2 separate regions of the Zea mays genome follow, and region 1 is linked to region 2. The links are chromatin contacts, called in public Hi-C maps. All regions are on one chromosome and are shown on one strand. The core of a region is the stretch at or near the end of the contact, and the rest is flanking DNA. Distances in the headings are between cores, read along the strand shown. Region 1 holds the start of LOC100127519 (ZCN8 protein). Region 2 has its middle 59 kb from the start of LOC100282086.

Region 1 (4,250 bases), core at 347-2,846, 90 kb after region 2:
GACCATGCAGTGGCCTATGGTTTCTACTCTTCCCTAAACCTTCTTCCGCCGGATCCACCTTCCCTTTGACAGTTGAAATATGTAGCGGTGGCAATGCTGAGGTGATATTGCCGTGCAAAGCTTCTGCAGTTGAAGTTGTGGCGCATTTCTGGTGCAAAAACTGTCCCCCTGCCAAGTTGACGGAACAGCACAAATACCAGCCTGTGGATGCCAGATCTTGGGTCCGGCCTCTCATAAAATATTAGCTCTTGGCCTGCGAGAGCATCCTGACATTATATACTGAATAGTTCAAGGAGCACTGAAGTATGTGGAAGCGTCGTCATTTATTGTTTTTAATTCTTTCAATTTAGACAAAGAGAAGCCTTTAAATATAGCTCCTCTTGTTTGACAAAATTAATGGCTGCTTTGTTTCCAATATCGGTTTCAAAGTCTCAGGTAAAATCGAGTATGAAAAAACTATGTAAACTAAAAAGTGTACTTGAGTAACTTTAGTATGGCAACTGTAAATGAACCTTAGTTCTGCTGAAATTGACACCTCAAGGTTACCAACCAATTAAAGAACAAACAGGGGCACTGTGAATCATACGTATACCAGTTTATTACACTGTTAAATACTTGTTTGTGTTTAATATCGATAATCCAGTCTCTAGTAATGGGCTGGATTGAAAGTGAGTTCTACCAGATTGCTTCTTTAGTTATGGTACTAAGTTAGTGGATTTCATGATATTACTATGCATGTAAGCGGTAAGCTGCCATATTGCATTCACCTAACAAGTTGGTCTAGCATTCAGCCTATGGTTGCTGATTTCATGTATTAATTGCATCCTTATCTGCATCAGTTCAATGGTAGCCAATAGGTCTGAGAAGCAAGAAGAGACTACAACCTAAGCTCCACAGATACTATATTCAGCAGAAACACAATGGAATGACAGATAACTATATGCATTCTTACCAAAGTTGACACTAGTTGTTTCTGGAATATCTGTCACCATCCTACACAATAGTGGACCAATATCATAATAAGGCAAAGCGAAAAAGAACCAAATCTAGGAAGTGGAACATATTGCGCTTTTTTTACCAGTGCAAGTACTCCCTTAGTGATGGATGGCTTGGACTTGGGGCATCCGGGTCAATCAGTACCTTTTCAAGTCGAAGACAAACAAGTTAGCATATATACATGTTTATATACTGCAAGATTTAGGCATTTTGTTCTTATTAAATTTGTTCAAACTAATATTGATAAATCCATTACAAAGTGCATAATACTTTTATGTGTAACATACCAAATGAATTGGCATAAATTCTCCAAAATGGTATCATTATCTGTAAATTGCTTGGCTTACCAGGGTGTAGAAAGCCCTCATGTCACTGCCACCGATATCGACTCGTGGTTTACTTACAACCGCGGATGGCTTTAGCTCAGCACTTGGCAGAAGTAGCCTATTGTTGTACGTTATTCTTAGTGGAATGGTTGGTGTAAAGGGATCCAATACATCCTGTATGACACGAGCCATAACCAAATGATCGGTTGCTGACATATATTGCAGAAAAATAACTCGCTAATGGTATTGGCCGTTGCTCTTATTAGAACTCTCAACTTCCTCCCTATGGGACTGAGGAAGCTGCAGTCTGAGCATGAACTATTTATACTGGAGTTGAGGAAGGCTGTCTTATTCAACTTCTAGCATTTGAGATACCATTGTCATGTCATACGTCACCCAGATAGCTGAATTGTGCTTCTTTGCCAAATCATGATCTCTGTGGTGTTTCAGGTTGCATATATGCTTTAGCAACTTAGTTATTAACATTGCTGGGGTTTGCTGGAGTAATAAAAGCATGTAAACCACTGGCAGCTTTAGTGCAACCAGCTGTAGTGGTGTGAACAATGAGGTGCATTTTAGTACGTTTTGTTTTCCTTGCAAGAGCATATCAGGTTCGACATTTCCCTCTTCTAGTCTAGTCTGAAAATTTGTGCTGCATACTCAGTGCATGTTCTTCCAAGTAAACGCCATACACTGGCGTTGAGCTGTATTTCCACTTGTTGAGAACCCACATGCTGTACAGAAGATCTATGGACTTATACCATTTAAACCTAGGGATCACAGATAAATCACAGTAGGAATAACGAAACACGTCGCATTTGCAAGGCTGTGATTGTGAGGTTGGGTGCATTAACACCATGAATAAGTGGAATCTTCAGCTGATGCTGATGAGGTAGTTCTCGTCATGGAAGGGACATGACTCTTCTGTTATTACCGAAGGAATGGCTGGAGCCTTTTCTTTTGTTCTGTGCAAGTACTTCAAATCTGAGCTAGTTCGATACTAGTTACTGCCTTCTTTGTGGTCTATTTGTTGCATGGGTGTTGTTTCTTCATTTGAATTCAGAAATTGCAGATGTCGCAAAGTAAGAATAGGAAAAAAAATTACAGCTGAATTACTTGAGTTTAGACCAGGAAGGCCTGGGTGGCTGGATTGGGTAGTGGGTACTGGGTAGCAAGGCGGTGAGCCATGGCGTCTTAACATCATTTACAAGGGGAGACTTGCTTCTGACAGGGAGAGTATCTAGTACTCTTGTTGAAGCAGGTTAAATGCAATTTTAGATGTCACCTTACGAGCAAACTCCCTTAGAATTTTTGAACCCTTTGTTTTGTTCTACGCAAAGTTTCGCCAAATGTCTAAGGTAGTTGGTGTCAGACTGAATCTGATCCTTGGTCTTTGGTGGGTTTCTATTTCTTCAGTTGCATATGATTTTTTTTTCTTCTTCTTCGATGTGTGTTTTTTTCTCGGGTTTGTTTGAACATGTACTGCGGCATAATATTATGGAATTACTATATATACATTTGTTCCCTGGCTGACTTGATTTATATTTCTCTGTGTAGTGTAGTGTTATGGAGTCCAGCAGGAGGCAAACATGCCCGCATGGTAATTTTTATTTCTCATGATGCATTAGGTTCACCTAGTGAGCTACATCCGTAGGATGACTTATCTGTATCGACAGATTCAGATTTGGTTTACACACGGTTTCCTGGGCGCACACTGGAAGATGACTAGAGCTTTTTCTTCATTCCATGATAACTCGATAAGGATTCTAGTCTGTCCCTCTCGCTAGCAAAGTACGATCCAGATGTTCCTTGGTCACATGGGGGGGGCGGGTAAATGTGAATATATACCTTAGAAGCTTTTTACTCTCTGTCGAGTCGTCCTATGACACTTTTCTGTGGGTATGGTCGAGTGACTGGGGATAATATCTGATTTATTTATTATTTTATTTTATTTTTGCCAGATGCTGAAGCCGAAGGAGCGGTGCGCTCCGTACTCCTCGGTCAATATTAAACATGAGAAAAGAAGAAGCATATCTTCCCCGGAGATAACAAAAAAATGTTCGCAAAAGGCACGCGATCCAATACGAGAACACTCGGAACACTGCTTTTGTATATCTTTACTGAGTGGACGATATTCGCCTGCCCTTGTGATTCTCTGTTTTGCTCGAATGGAATGGAATGTACATAGCCTGGTGTAGGTTTTCTTGCACATGCTGGTCGTCTAGATAGCCATCGTCAGGATCATGTGTCGCTGGACTTGTAATGAAAGTATATGATTTTACTGGAGTAACAATGCCTCCTCTCGTAATGGAAGTATATGTAATGTAATCCGCTGGTGTTGTTTGCCAGCATTCCTGCGGCGCGGACTGTGGCTGTCAGGTCTGTGCGATGCTTCTACATTATTGGCGGGCAAAGCCACAGCGGCATCTATCTGTTGCATCCAGTGACCGTGATGCATCTGCCAAGGCCCATTCTTTTCCCGGGCCGACGTAGACATCGATCGCCTAGTTCTTTTTTTTTTTGTTTTTTGAAAGTTTGCATCGCGTAGTTCTTCTCCACTCGATCGTGAAAGGCTGGAAGCAGGTGCTGCGCTACGTACATGGCCGGTGGCATGACGTCGATACGAAATCCGTCCAGATTCCTTCTGCTGGCGCAAATGCCATTATTGACGGGCGCTTCCTGTAGCAAAACACAGTTTGAGCTAAATCGAGTAAATACTCGAATAGAAATCCGAATATAAGATACATGTTTATATTTAAAAATATATTTATCAGTATTTGTACTTGGATTAAAATATGGTAAAAAGTGATAGTCAAATCTAAGTCTAAATATTGTTCGCCTAAAACGATCGTTTAGCCTGTTTAAACAACGCGTAAGATGTCGTTTCCATTTAATTGGGCTATAGCCATATAGCCCGTGCCCCGTTTA
Region 2 (4,575 bases), core at 1,379-3,878:
CTCCCCCGGTTTGATCTCCCCCGTCCGATCTTGATCGCACGGCCCAGATCGCGGGATACCGCTTCACGCACGCACGCCCTGCGCCCCTGGCCCGCCTGTCAGCGCCCGTGTCCCCTAGCATTGGGCCCGATCGGTCAGTGCGCCCTCCCCCTCAGTCGCTGACACCCCCTGGCCCGCCTGTCAGCGCTCGCCCCCCCCCCCCCCCCCCGCGCCCTTGGCCGCGGATCTAATCTCGGTCGTCGGTTTCTGATCTAACGGTTTAAATCGCTTGATACCCTTTCGTGCGATAGTTTTATTAAAGAGACCCTCGGTTTGTTTAGAATCAACCCGCCGTCCCTGGTTTTCGCGGGTAGGCCCCTGTAATCTTGCAGATTGAACCCCGGACTTTTAAATATTCATAGAATTAGACCTATTTCATATTTTGAATTCTCAAACTTGTTTATTTCATATCTTTTTCAAATGAACTCCAAATTAGTGATTCAAATTGCAAAATATTCATAGGATTATTCTCTGTTTAAATAAATTAGTTTCAGTTACTGTCTGCACATTCTAATTTTTATGGTTAATTATGAACTAGTATAGGTCTAGATTTATTTATTTAATAAAATAAATAAAAGGAAAACCCTAGAGATTAAAGTGTATTTAATCTTGTGAAGATTAATAATGTGTATTACATGAATTTATCTCTGGTCTAACTTTTAGGTCACAGTAAAATAAATGGAACTAGGTTGTGTAATCATGGACAACACTTAAAGAATAATCTATTTCTAAACGAAAATTAGTTTATGTTATAGTTCATGTTATACTTTGATCTCATTATTCCTTATTTAGTATTGTGTCTTTTTAAGATGTATTCATATGTTTGTACATGTTTGGTGTGTTGTTCATTTGTACTTTCCAAATGTATTGAATGCATGCTCGCTTTATTTAGACAACGAGCAGCCCGACGTTCCCAAGTGTGTTGTTGGAGACCTCTCTCAGCAACAACCTGGTGAAGGAAAGTGTCATCTGACCTATCATGTCCTACATACTCTATAATTCACTGTCCCGCATTACTTTATGAAACCTAAGGATTGACTAGCTTTGTATTTACGTTATCCTTGTTTACCTTTTGGGTAATCATGGTTAGCATCTTGCTTTTGCTTTACTTTAATCAATGAACATGATGTGAACATTTATGATACGATATTGTTATCTTGATTATGCTGATGATCTTGTGATACTTTAGGGGCTCAGGCCTTTTTCCTGAGTACCTCTCCGTAAGGACCTGTTCGTGGAGTGACCACCCGGGATAACAGTGCAACCATGAGGGTGGAATGGGACGCCCTTAGCTGAATAATTAGATGAACCTGGGGGTGTAGTTGGCTTTGCCTGAGGGCCGTCAATTGGGGCCGGGGCGTAGTGCTCGCTCTGCCAAGGGGGGTGCAGAGGTTCATTCGATTTGGTTTTGTTAGTCACCCACCTTGGGGAGGTGTACTGCGTTTGTACAACTGGCGAAACCTAACGAGCAGCTATGCACTAGGGGAGTCTTTGTAAAGGCTACGTAGTGTATCCCTGGCCATTCACCTCGGTAGTGAAGATCGGGTCTGTACAACCCAGGCTGGAAAGGGATCACGACTCATGGGTAAAGTGTGCAACCTGTGCAGAGTGTTAGAAACTGGTATATCAGCTGAGCTCACGGTTAAGAGTAGCCTAGGGATCCTCTTTGATTAGAAGAACTTTGGATACTTTTATGTTGATGGTTAACAATGATGTTATAAAACTGATCTCTGGTATTTTCCTCTTTTGAGGGAGTACTTTTGGGTAATAACTGGGTTTATGACTAAAACTTGGCTCTACTAATAACAATAAATACTTGACCAACTAAAAGCAACTGCTTGAGCTTAACCCCACATAAAGCTAGTCCACCTCAGCCAAACGGGACATTTGCTGAGTACGTTGATGTGTACTCACCCTTGCTTTACAAACCACCTCACCCCAAGTTGTCCCCATTGTACTCAGTGCTCAGGAGGTGATGCTGGCAACATGGAGTACTTCGAGGAGTTCCAGAATTACGGCGAGTTTTAGTTTATCTTAGTGGCAAACCCCCAGTCAGTTGCCTGTGTAGGCTTATCATCTACGTTTCGTTTCTCCGCACTTTGATATTTATGTTAAAGACAATGGTTATATATTAGACTCTGTGGATGTCTTGGACATCTTGATGTAATTAAAGTACCTTTCCGCTATTTATTTCGAGCGTTGTGTGATGATGTCTAAGTATGTAATCGCTGTGTACGTGGGTTTCTGATCCTGGCACGTACATGGTTCGCATTCGGTTTCTCTTCTAAAAGTGGGTGTGACAATGTTCATACTAGTTTGATTATGATAGTTCATTATTCATGATTATGTTCATACAAGAGCATGTACTTGCAATGAATTTGTTCATGGTAGTCAGGGGTGGATTTACCGCCCAGTGACCATGGGCAGTCGCCTGGGCTTTAGGCATGTGCGTAGTAGAGTATGGATTCAATTTTAATGTGAAACATACAAAAATACAGAGGCAGAACCGCCAGCCATAGAGTGGAGGCCTAGCCACGATCCAACAAATAACCAAATCACAGCCCACTAACCCGATGACAGATGGCCCACGAATGGACTATTAGCCTAGCTTGTTGGATTGGACACATGCACGTGACGTACAACTCCTTGCCTCCTTGCTACAGCCTGCTCTTTGTCCCCTGACAACGATTCATCTCTTGTTTGTTGTTTCGACGGTGAGTCGGCGACACTCCCAATTCCACCTAAGGGCTGATTTGGTGCTTGGTGATCCCCAGGGAAAAAAATTCTCTTACTATTCAAAATTGAATTGCAAGGGAATTCCTCCCCATGGATCCCCTCGGGATCCCTAATCACCAAATCAGACCTAAATGTTGGGCTGCTGGGCAAGATTGGCAGTGGGTTGTTCGGAGGTGGCCGTTGGCGAACCGTGAGATTGTGGCCGAGCCGACAAACCACTGTTGCTGCTGGCTGCTGTAAAGTCTGCAAATGCAAGCACAGCAAGTCGACGAAGTCGTCGGGTAAAACTGAGGTAAAAAATAATAGTAGATTTTTTTGCATAAACTTTATTAAAAATAGATCATTTGCAATGTCAACTTATTTGTGTCAAAGATTTGAGATGGGAATTTTTATTGTGAATTTCATGAATCAAGAATGAGGCGATCCTTAGTTCATCTACGAAACCATGGCAGTGGACCTGTGCCTGCTAATGCTATAGGAACTCGGGATGATCCTCATCCACATCAAAACAATAACATGGGTAATATTGAGTTCAATCCAGATGAGATTATATGTGATCCTGCTCTTAGAAAGAAAATTTATGAGTATGCTATTGAAATTCAAGATCAAGTTAGAAGGGCATATATATTGAAGGGCCCAACACAACCTTCTTTGAATATTCCCTTTACACAATTTGGATGTGATTTATGAGCCTTTTCCTTATACTGGTATAAGAAATATAATTGGCTAGAATACAGTGAATCTACTGAAGCTGCATTTTGCTTTGATTGCTTCCTATTTAAGCAACCTGGAAGGGCATAACACTTTAGCTATGATGTGTTTGCTAAAAAAGGATTGACTGACTGGAAACATGCATATAAATCACTGCCTCAACATGTTCGTGGTGTAGGTAGTGCTCACAATCAGTGTGTTCAGAAATGCGATGATTTTAAAAATTAGAGATAAAGTGTGGCAAGTGTGGTTGCTGGTGCTAGACAGCTAGCAGAAGAATTGTACCAAATCTGCTTGAGTTCTACTCTTCTATGTTCAAGTTATCTCTTAGGGCAAGGCATGGCTTTTTGTGGACATCATGAATCCTCTACCTCTTTAACCAGAGGTAACCTTTTAGAGTTGATAGACTGGCTCAAAGATAGCAATGAAGAAGTGAGAAACGCTTTTGACCATGGTGGATTAAATTGTAAAATGACTTCCCCTGATGTTCTGATGTTCAAAAGGATCTTGCAAAAACTTGTGTAGAAGAAATAACTGACATGATTATGAGATCTTAGTGATAGACATTTTGCCATACTTATTGATGAATCATGTGGTATATCGGTTAAAGAGAAAATGGCAGTTTTTTAAGGTTAGTAGCAAGTTTATTATGTTATTTCATATTATTACACTATTGAAACTTCATCTTTATTAATACTTTTTTCTATTTTAGATATGTGAATTCTCAAGGGAACGTTAAAGAGCGATTTCTTGCTCTTGTACATGTGACTGACACTAGAGCAGATGCATTAAAGGGTTTTTTTTATTTGGTATTCTTGATCGAAACAAATTATATAAATTGCATAACAAAATTTCTGATGATTGGTTTAACAACTTGATGGTATGCTACATTGAACGTGAGCTATATAAGTCACTTGATGAAGATATCATTCTTCGACGATTTCAAGGCTTGAAGACTAGAGAAATGCAGTTGCCTCGTAACCGTAGGCTTGAATAGTCATAACATTTGTGGTATATTTTATTCTCTTTCACTTCCATGTCTATATTTTTATAATATAAGATAAACTAATCCATATTTATATTTTTAGG

Evidence for each region. Hi-C and Micro-C count contacts between places; a contact is called where the count stands out from the background.
Region 1: a Hi-C map of ear shows a contact between it and region 2, with 2.5 times the contacts expected there. The contact joins the promoter of LOC100127519 here to the enhancer-like site in region 2. A contact is called at or near these places in 4 of 25 Hi-C or Micro-C datasets (ear and leaf).

The regions. Positions count from the first base shown.
Region 1 is chr8:126,678,840-126,683,089 of Zm-B73-REFERENCE-NAM-5.0, forward strand. LOC100127519 (ZCN8 protein) reads right to left here and starts at 1,597. Exons shown (of 4, transcript NM_001112776.1): 1 at 1,344-1,597; 2 at 1,079-1,140; 3 at 953-993; 4 at 1-253. The coding sequence starts at 1,538. The coding sequence ends at 24. It overlaps LOC103635847 (a long non-coding RNA gene), which reads left to right. Exons shown (of 5, transcript XR_004852027.1): 4 at 2,885-2,922; 5 at 3,284-3,680.
Region 2 is chr8:126,587,388-126,591,962 of Zm-B73-REFERENCE-NAM-5.0, forward strand. No RefSeq gene overlaps it. Among protein-coding and RNA genes, the nearest start is that of LOC100282086, 59 kb to the right of the region's middle. Within about 2 kb of position 2,629, at least 12 of the 20 cell types and tissues checked have an H3K27ac peak or open chromatin away from gene starts, as enhancers often do. A contact at or near this core is called in ear and leaf, where this site is marked.